Regions from separate parts of the Macaca fascicularis genome. Here region 2 is linked to region 1. The links are chromatin contacts, called in public Hi-C maps. All regions are on one chromosome and are shown on one strand. Each heading gives the region's core, a stretch centred on a gene start, on an enhancer-like site or on the middle of the called end of the contact. The rest is flanking DNA. Distances are from core to core; before and after follow the strand shown. Region 1 holds the start of LPP (LIM domain containing preferred translocation partner in lipoma). Region 2 holds the start of BCL6 (BCL6 transcription repressor).

The links. A called contact is a pair of places that touch in the nucleus more often than the background predicts.
Region 2: a contact with region 1 is called in a Hi-C map of liver, with 4 times the contacts expected there. The contact joins the promoter of BCL6 here to the promoter of LPP in region 1. A contact is called at or near these places in 2 of 2 Hi-C or Micro-C datasets (liver and skeletal muscle).

What each region holds. Positions count from the first base shown.
Region 1 is chr2:10,372,039-10,377,220 of T2T-MFA8v1.1, reverse strand. LPP (LIM domain containing preferred translocation partner in lipoma) reads left to right here and starts at 1,981. Exons shown (of 11, transcript XM_074030782.1): 1 at 1,981-2,323.
Region 2 is chr2:10,769,978-10,775,159 of T2T-MFA8v1.1, reverse strand. BCL6 (BCL6 transcription repressor) reads right to left here and starts at 2,881. Exons shown (of 10, transcript XM_045387171.2): 1 at 1,309-2,881. It overlaps LOC102116457 (a long non-coding RNA gene), which reads left to right and starts at 3,276. Exons shown (of 2, transcript XR_001488400.4): 1 at 3,276-3,510.

The DNA.
Region 1 (5,182 bases), core at 732-3,231:
GCCACCAGTGTGCTATCCTTGGACCAAATGACCCCGCACTACACCTGAAGTTCTGTGCTTTTTTTTAGTCTCTGAATTGGTAAACCAGTATTTTTCTACCACTGAGTGCAAATTTATACAACCTTCCCATTTCGTGCAAGCCCCTGCACACAGAAAGTCGTAACAGGGGGTTGAGAAAAGTAAGAGTACGAAAGAAACCGGAACAGTCAATGGGAATGAGGCTTTTGGTGGGGTTAGCACTGACAACAACGCTGTATGTGGTTCACTAAGCATCCAGATTATGACTTGGGTGGTTATATTCCTGGGAAGTTCCTCACGAGTCAAAATTATCTTTTGTAGTTAATCTTATATGATGTTCATGCTAACACCATGCTCACCACGCTCACCTGAGCAATTCATAAACATTTCAGGAGGAGAAACAGTGATCTTCCCCAACACACCCATACAGCACTTTCAACATAATTAGTAGCGTTTCTGGATCCAGCACAGTACTCTTATAATGTGTATGATGGAAGAAATGAACAACTCTAATTATACTTTATTAAATCTTAATCCTCATTAGGACCCTATTATTCTTTATAAGTGGGTTACTGAAGGAAAAAGAAAGGAAATGCTGGGCAAGTCCCGTTATATTCCATGAGAATTGAGATAATCCATTTTTACTTCATGTAACACTGGAATTCTTTTCATAGTAAACCCTAGTACTCAGAATGTGAGTATGCTGAAATGTTTGAGTGAGTGAACTGTGTTTTGATAGGATCTGACCTTTTTAAAACCCCAGAAAAAAATCTCTCTAAGAGCTCATATCTCCCATTTCAAACTATGTTAGTTGCAAAGAGATAAATTCTTTATTATTCTGTGGAATGAGTGGTTATTCTCGACCTTATCTCTCTCTCTCTCTCTCTTTTTTTTTTTTTTTTTTTTTTTTTTAAGACAGAGTCTTGCTCTGTCCCTCAGGCTGGAGTGCAGTGGCGCAATCTCGACTCACTAAAACCTTTGCCTCCCAGGTTCAAGCAATTCTCCTACCTCAGCTTCCGGAGCAGCTGGGATTACAGGCGCTCGCCACCACGCCCGGCTAATTTTTCGTATTTTTAGTAGAGACAGGGTTTTGCCATGTTGGCCAGGCTGGTCTCCAGCTCCTGACCTCAGGTGATTTGCCCGCCTCGGCGTCCTGGAATTACAGGTGTGAGCCACCACGCCCAACCATGTTCATATTTTTGTATGTGAACATTAGACAGTTGTTAGGAACAGGTTAAGTAGTCTTACCCCTGAAATGTCTGAATTCAAACACTTATTAAGCACAAGGAAGGTGCTTAATAAATCCAATAACGTGTGTTTTTACATTATTAATTCCTGGTCAAAAGAATCCCACTAAAATCCATCCTCAGAAGGCCCACTTTTTGGAGTTTTTATGAATCGGTAGTTCATGGTGTACTCTCAACAGTTATGAATGGAATTATGTCCTGCTAGAGGTCAGGGCCAGGTATAGAAAGATCAAGGGATTAGTCAGGAGACCCGTATGGGAGGAGGGGAAGACAGGTGCTGGGCCAGTAACGTTCCTTAAGTTTTTGCCTGAAGTGTAAAGCGGGGGACTACGCTTTGTCCTATCTAACTCACCTGAAGATGCAATAGCCGGGTGAGAGACTGCTTTCATTATATGCTAACATGAGGGATGATTTTAGATATTAATAGGAGAGAAGTACAAGGAAAGGAAGTCTCAGGGCATGGAGTGCTTTCCAGGCAATGGCTGCTGCACGTCATAATCCCCTAACACAGTAAGTGGTGGTTCTCATCGTCGTTCACCCTTACAGATGTCAGAGGGGGGAAAAAATCCAACTCAAACCTTCCAATAACAGGATTGTCTGTATTCAAACCAGTTCATCCCGTTCGCAGACTTTTTTGAAGCTATAAGCACAGAGTAAGCTTTCTGGGCGGGGCTCAGAAGTAAACGTTAAACTCCAGGGATTCATATATTTGAGCACAGAACAGAGGAAGTTGCCCTGGAGCAACTGATTGTCATTGATATTCAGGGCTCACTGTCAACCAGGACCTTCCAGGAACTGGCTCTGGGCCAAGAGCAGTAGAAATCACTGGGTGGTCTGCGCAGCCTGCGGACATCTAACCTGCTTCAAGGCTCAGGGCTAAAAGGAAGGCAGGGCCCTTCCTGGAGGCGGCAACCCAAGTGGGAGGCAGAGCACCTGGGCCTGCTCCTCGATCTGTTGAGTGACGACCCTGTACAAGTCATTTCTCTTCGGAGAGCTTCAGTTTCCTCACGTGCCAAGCGGACGGGTTGGAAGTTGGTCTTTGCCAGCTCTGACACCTTGTAAGTTTTCAGTCTTGCTGGGAATCCAGGGCGGGGCTCACGAGGAAAATCTTGGAAGGGGATTTCATGGCTGGATCTCTTCCACTCAAGCTCAGTGCCTTAATTTGACGCCTTAATAGCAGACGCAGGCTTTTCCATTTTCCAGGAGCCCCTGACGCGGCCGCTTCCTCCTACGTCTCCTCCCTCTTCCTCTAGCAGGGGTAAAGTCTCCACATCTCCCTCTTTCCCTTCCTCCTTTGCAAGCTCCCTGCATTCCCGCGTCTCCTCCTCTTCCTCTCAGGAAATGCAATGCCCTCGGTGCGCCCACCTTTTGGCAAAGCCACTGCCGGCTGCGGGTTTCCCCTCCCCCGCCAGGCGAGCTCTGCGCGGCGGCTCCGCGGGCACACGCCTTCCCATACCTTACATGGACAAATGCGTGCAGGCAAAGTCAGGAATTCAGGCCCCTGACGTCAGCCTCCAGCGCTCAGGGCACCGCACGGGAGACCACGGGGAGGGGGTGGGGACGGTGGGGAGGAAGGAGGGGGAAAGGCACCAACCAGCAGCCGCTCCAGCCCTGCCGAAGTTTCACTTTTTGTCTGTGGGTTCGTTCCCGGGTCCCGCGCGAGCTTTCCCGGGATAAGTAGCTTTAGCGATCGGGGGACAGCCGGGCGCTGCAAGGTAAGGGCTGGCTGCACGGCCCGGGGCGCGGGGCGCGGGGCGCTGGGCGCGGGCGGCGCGCTGGAGGAGGCCAGTGTGGGGCGCGGGGCAGGGCCTGTCCGGGGCTGGGGACAATGGGAGGGGGAGTGCCCGGGCACCTCCTCCTCTGTCTCTGCCTCCGCCTCCAGCCGCCGCCGCCGCTGCCGCCGCCGCCGCCGCTGCCCCGGCTGCCTCCTCCCTGAGGTATTGTTGCAAATCCTTCCTTCCCCTCACCCTCCGCCCGCGGGCGCCTCGGGAACCCCCAGCCCTCCCCCGGCGCGAGCGTCTCCGGGGTGGCAGGAGCGCGGGGCGCGCGCCGTGCTCTGGCCTGGCCCGCTGTGCGGAAGTGCCGGCCGCGGCCCAATCACGGGGTGCACGCCATGGGGGAGGGGGACCCAGAGTTTTTCCGAAAGCGTCGACCCCAGGCTAGGCGGGGTTGGAGCCTTGCGCGCCCCCTGCCCGGACTTTTCTGGGCGCCCAGGGGGCGGGGCCACGCCCATCCGCTTAGAGCTTTCGCGGAATCACAGTTGTCACAGCGGAAAGGGCCTAGACCCACTCCTCCAAGTCCTCCCATTTTACAGTTGGGGCAGCTGAGGCCCAGAGAGAAGGAGGGTCGCCCGGAAGTTATTTAGTAGAGGCCAAACCGTAATTCAAATAGTTGACTCCGGACTTCAGTTCCCTTCTCTAAGCATTTCTCTAGCACCCTGTGTGTGGCAGACACTGCGCTGGGTGTGTTGGACGTTGCCCTCCAGGAACTTTGTGGAACCTAGGAGGCAAACCTGGCCTAGGGTAGAAAGTGCTAAGTGCTGGAGGAAAGGCATGGACAAAGTTAAAGGAAGTTGCAGGGAAGGAGTTTGATTTTCTGGTCCCTGGGACGGCCCTTTGGAGAGTCCTGCACTTAATGGGGCTTTTGAAGGATGAGGAGTTTCCTGAAGCCAGCTAGCGGCTTGGAGGAAGACATCGCTTCGAGGGACTGTGGGCCAGAGGAGACTAAGTAGTGTGGGAAATGGAGATGAAAGTATAAATATTCTTTAGTTGGAGGCAAGGAGTTGGGGATGGGGGAGGTTGTGACATGAGATGAGCTAATCAGTGGAATTGTGCCTGGGTGCTTGGACGGGGCAGAGCCTCTGGAACCTCAGAGTCCTAGGAGAACTGAACAATCTCTCCCGCTTCCTTTCCCTTAGAAGGGATCCACTGCTTTCCCTCCCCCAACACAAAACAACCAGCGAGAACTCAGGGTCTTCTCTGGGACTTTTACTAGTACGAAACTCACTTGCCTGTGTTTTCAGTCCCCTTTCTGTTTCTATTCCTTCCCCTTTTTCTAAATGTCTTGCCTTTCCTGTAAAATTCACTCTCACTAAGGTGTTAATGACTTAATGGCTTACCTTTCCCTGCACATGTGCATTTTAAGAAAGCCTAAAGTGAAGAAAGGGAAAGTGTGGATAGGCACCTTTAGAAATCATCCAACTCCCTCTCCCATCCTCCCCCTGCCTCAACTCTTATAGATAGAAGAATAGGTAAAGGTCCACAATGGTGGGTGCTAGACCTACAGTCTAAGGTCAATAATGGTGGACAGTGGGGGGTTAGGACACCCAATAGGGTTTTCTCTACTTCGTCACCAGTTTTTCTGCTTGCACAGTTCCTGCCAGCACCAGGGGGCAGTTAAAGGAAAAAGTGTGTGGGCCAGGCACGGTGGCTCACGCCTGTAATCGCAGCACTTTGGGAGGCCGAGGCGGGCGGATTGCCTGAGATCAGGAGTTTGAAACCAGCCGGGGCAACATGGCAAAACCCTGTCTCTACTAAAAATACAAAATGTTAGCTGGGCTTGGTGGCGGGCACCTGTAGTCCCAGCTACTCGGGAGGCTGAGGCAGGAGAATCGCTTGAACCCGGGAGGCGGGGGTTGCAGTGAGCTGAGGTCACACCACTGCACTCCCGCTTGGGTGACAGACAGAGACTCCCTCTCAAAAAAAAAAAAAAAAAAAAAAAAGACTATGTAGTTTTGCATTTAATTTCTGCAATGCAGCCCGCAACCCCAACACCCAAACCTTTGTAGTCTAGAATGTGCACTTCAGATGGGATTACCTAATCTGAGTGGTAGGGATAAAAGCCTGGGGCCTTAGGGTCAGGCAGTCCCCTCAGAGGCAGGCTCTCTGTAAGTAGCATGGGCGTAGAGTTGGTTTTGA
Region 2 (5,182 bases), core at 1,632-4,131, 400 kb before region 1:
AAGTCTTCCAAATAGGATACTGAGGATACTGGAAACTTCTATTTATAAACTTGGGGTGGCGGTGGGGGGGGGGCGGGTGGAGAGAGAGCTCCCATCTACAGGTTTCTATTTTGGCCTGAAGACTCAACTGCAGTCATTAGAGTAAGGGAATGCCCATCTCCTGGTACTTGTTCGCCATTTCTTCCTCCCCCAGAGACAAATACCTTTTCGTCTTTTTTAAAAAAGTATGTATTTTAAAGCAAGAATGTGATTTCATCTCTCTCCTTTGAGCTCATGTTTGCTACCTCCAGGAATAGCGTGTGGACTAGGGCCAGATGAACTTCAACTTGGGCTGCAGATTTACGAGGTTCTGTTCTAGTGCCAAAGGCTCTTGGTAGTAAATAGTGAGCAAAATAGATACCTGTCTCCTGATGGATCTTGCCGCCCCCTCTTTTTTTTTAAAGTTATTTATTAAAACCACACACACCTTGCAAAGAAAAAGGGAAACTGGCAGTCTCTGTAGAGGAAGCCGGTGGCATCGCTCAGAGCCACAAACTGTATTTCTAAACAGCCCTTTCCCTGGTTCCCTCTCTCCTGCCCCACTTTTTTTTAATCCAGACTGTAAAAAACACATCTACTGACACTCACTTTACTTTTGAAAAAGAAGAGAAAAAGTAAAGCGTTACAAGACTTTCCTCCTGGAAACTATAAACTGATTGAAAAAAAAATCCATAAAAGATTAAATCCTGGCGGGTTGTGGGGTGGCAGGGAAGGGGGGGCGGTGGAGTGGAGATTGGCTCTTTGAGGTGGTCAGGGGCCCTGTAACAGCTTGGGACTTTCAGCACCTGGTTTGGGGTCATTTATCTGCTCAACTGTCAGGACCCCCCACCCCCAAACCCCAGCCACCAACTCAACCATCGTAGAAGGGAACACAACACAGAGGGTCTTATTTCATTTTTTTAAAAAATCGGTTTGGTTGTGTTTTTGTTTTCCATGGGGGAGCTTTAAAACTCATTATTGCAACACTAGTTCCATTTTTCGCCAGGGTTCCAATAACACGGCATCATAAAGGCAACGCAACCCACAGTTCTCAAGACATTTACCACGGTCACTACATCCGGCAGCGGGGTGGCCCCTAGCTCCTGCTGCCCGCCCCCTCCTTTCTCCTCGCCCGCCCCCGGAGCTCAGCCGATTTCTGAGGCTCCAACTCTACCCACTCCCTCCCCGGGCCGCCGCCGCCGCCGCCTTCCCCCATTCTTACTCCCTCGAGGAGAGCCACAGGTTGCAAATCCAACCAACCTCACAATCTATTTTTGCAAAATCACTCACAAAGATCTCCCTTTCGCGCCCGCGCCCGCTCCTCCCGCGCCGGGTCCCCCCCAGCCACAGCCACAAAGTGCCCTTCTCTCCTCCCGAGTCTTGCACATAAGGAACGCGGGCTGGGGCTCTGTTCGTCTTTCTCCTCGCCCAAGGTAAGGACCTCGGGAATCTGAAGCCTGGCGTCCACTACGCTCAAGCAGGCAGCTCCCTTTTTACAGAGCTTGTACCATGGGAAAAAAATAAAATAAAATTTAGGAAAGGGAGGGAACAGCCATTGGGAGCCAACACAGAGTCACGCAGCACCCAAAATACAAACACCGCGGCCGCCAGAAATCCCGCCACCTTTCTCGTTCTCCCGGGCTGTCCTGTCGCGGTTCCCTGAGTCTCCCCGCACACTGAAAGGCATCGCAGGTGCAATGCGCACCCCTTTCCCACCCACCCCAGAAACCCTGTCCCGCCATCAGCCTCTCTCCTCGGGATGGGCAGGGAGAGCGCGCGGAGGTTCCCGACACCCTCGACTACAACCAAGAAAGAATAATTTTCAAAGTGTTCAACATCCCCGCCCCCAAGCTCCCCAAAACACAGGGGCAGGGGACACCAAAACACTCGGCTCTCGTTAGGAAGATCACGGCTCTGAAAGGAAATAGTAGACACGATACTTCATCTTATCTGGATTTATGACCAACAAAAACAAAAACAAAAACCCGAGGAGTTCGCTTGCATTTTTTCCTTCCAAATCTCGGTTCGGCTCGAAGGCAGGGAATCTAAAAGACCGAGGCCGATGGAAGAGAGCCAGCGGGGCGAGCGAGCGGGCAGCCTCCCTTTTTGCCTCCCGGAGTTACCCAGAAGGACAGGGGAAGGGAAGGAAGAAGAGGCGAGGAAAAAGAGGAGGGAGGGAAGGGGAGGCCAGCAGCGAGGGAGCAAGGAAAGCAGTTTGCAAGCGAGAAAAGAGGGAAAAAACACAGCCGCACGAATCCAGAGAGATCACAAGCCGTACGCAAGCAGCAGCAGAAAGAGCGAGAGCGCGAGCGCGCGTCCTCTCCGCGGTCTGGGGCCAGACAGCCCCCAGACTTGCCCGAATCACCCCCAAGCAGTGTCTCGTCCTCTCTGCTCCGGCCGCCCCCTAATTCCCCTCCTTCCTCGCCTCCACCTCCTTTCCAAAAACCAAAACAACACAAGGGAGGGTGGCAAAAGCCTCCCCGAACCGGCCGATTCACTCAAAGACAACAATAATAATAAAAAATACATAAAAATCTATATCCTAGAGTGGGAGAGACGTGGGACTAATCTTCGGCATTTATTTTAACACCTGACAGCTAGAATAAATAAATATATACATTTATATCAATAGATACACATAGAAAACTTGGAGCCAAAGCATTTGGCAAGAGCGGAAAAAAAAAGAATTAAAAGGTAAAATAATGATCATGAGCAGCGGCGGCGGCAGCGGCACCAGCGGCAACAGCGGCGGCGGCGGCAGTAGCAGCAGCAGCGGCGGCGGCAGCAACAGCAATAATCACCTGGTGTCCGGCCTTTCCTAGAAACTTCTTGCATCACCACTTCTAAGAACCCCAGTTCTAAGAATCAACAGAGCTCAATTCTCGGAATTTGAGCTTCGGACTTTACCACTGCTACGTGGCAGGGGAGGACTTGGTGTCAGCTCTCTGAGCTTTTTACCTCCCCTGGCCGATCAAAAGCCCTCAAAGCCACAAGATTTTTTCACTGTCCGGCATATTTCGAGGTCCTCATAAGCAGAATGTCTCGGATTTGGAGGTTCCGGTTCGAGGTTCGAGGGGCCTGAATATGGCTCTCCCTCCCCGGACCCATGACGATGGTATGGCCTGCTCCGCCACCGTCACGTGGGCTCCTCCTCTGTGACGTCGGCGCCTTCGCTGTAGCAAAGCTCGGCCTCTGGAATTCTGAGAACTAATTTGCTATTCGGTGACATAAGAGGGGGAGTGCGCTTTGCTTTCCCTGGGTCTGGGGCTAATTCCTCCTCTCTTACCCATAAACTCAGCAGATCGAGCTAAATGCACAAAAGGGAGCGAGAGGTTTGAACCACTGGAAAAAGTATGTTATATATAGTAGGGTTAGAGAGGCAAGTAAGAGAGAGAGAGAGAGAGAAAAAAAAAAAAAAAACAATAAACACCACAGCTCTTTCCAGCTAGAATATTAGGCACCACGAGAAAAATATTTGCCAAGCAGTTTTCGGTGGGTTCATTTGCTTTATTTTTATTTAGGACAGGGGTTTTTGCTGTCGTTCTGGGGTTTTTTCTTTCTGGTGTGGTGGCTTGGGATTTTTGGTTGCTGTATTTTGATGGTTTATGGATTTTTGCTTCTGATTTTTTGCCTTTTGCAAGTTTGTGGTGTTACGTAAATCATAGGATCGGCATCGGTTGGATTTTTTTGTGCGTGCCTTTTCTTTCCCTATCTAATCTCTCAAGCGTTTTAAAGAAGATGTGTTATTTCAATACTAACACTGTTGAAAGAAGCTTAAATTTTTGGCCATATGTAACAATCCCAGCCCCCACTTTTTTTTTTTTTTCCTTTGGTGCAATTTTCTTTTTCCCCTTGGACTTTTGCTGAAGTGTGTCTCTCCTGCACTTGAGAGAAATGTTCAAAGGATTTGTTTTGGTTTGGTTTGTTTCTTTCCAGGACAGCAAGTGGTGGGTTTAATCTGTTATTGTTGACTCTTAGGAAATTTCTTGTTGCAAGAAACGTGTGTGTGTGTGTGTGTGTGTGTGTGTGTGTGTAGGGGGTAGGGGGGTATGTGTGTGTGTTTTCTACAAAATTCTGTGAGCCACATACCTGTTTGTGTTTTGTTTTCTCTTAAGGTCTTGATAGTTTTTTTCGGGGCTCGTTTCAAGGTCGTTGTAAAAAAATCTCTTCAGTCTGTGTTTAAGAGATCAGCCGGAGGGAATTCTAAAGGCCTGCCGTGCCAGTATCACAGATACTGCCTGTATTTAGAACAGACTGCTACAACTACAACGCACTACACGCAGCACAGTCGTCTTAGCTTTGAAGCTGAGTTGGGGGTGGGGGGGGGGAGAGAAGAAGGGGAAAATCTTTCCTTCTCTTTTTCTCTATTACTTTCTTTTTAAAGGCAATTGCAGTGCAGAATCATTTCATTGTGGGTCCTAGTTTGTTTGTTCAGAGCTGCTAGTTTCCTTATTTAAATGTTGGTTGGGGTTTTTTCCCTCCTACTCATCCCTGAATAAGGGAGACTCTTGTTTCTTTTATGTCTCTCTCTTAAAAGAAGGGTGTGAGGGGAAAATAATATTTCAGATTCCTCAAGAATTAGCCCAAAATGTTTGGACCAGAAGCAGCTTTCAAAGGTCAGGCTGTTCTGAGCCTTGGCTATGAGAGTCCTTCAAGCGACTTATTAAATTACAGATGAGTTCTTAAAGGTTCCACAAAATCTCGTCACTTGTTAATTTCTAATAAAGATATGTCTTAAAATAATCTACCTATCCCAACCCAAAATTTGGGTTTATAATGGAGGAGAGATCAGAGCTGTGAAAGATTGCTGTTTGCTGGGATATTTGGAAAATCTCTTTCATTGACAGTCCCGTAAGAAGTTCCATGTATCACTGAAAATGTTGTTGGCAATGCACCCCACTACCCCACAACACACACACATTTTTAAAGGCTGTATTTTAGGTTTTAAAACCCAGAAAGGTGCAAAGAGGTTGATTATTTTCCACAAGGGCTGGAGCTTAGGAAACATGCGTTGAGTGTCTGTCCCTGTGAAATTTGAATATTTTAATACTTATTGACAGATGGATTACTGCAGCCTCTGCAGAAAAGCCTGTCTTGTGAAGGGTTTTTGAAAAATGTACATAGGCCTAATCCTGTCACTCTTGTTGAAATGTACGTTTTACCC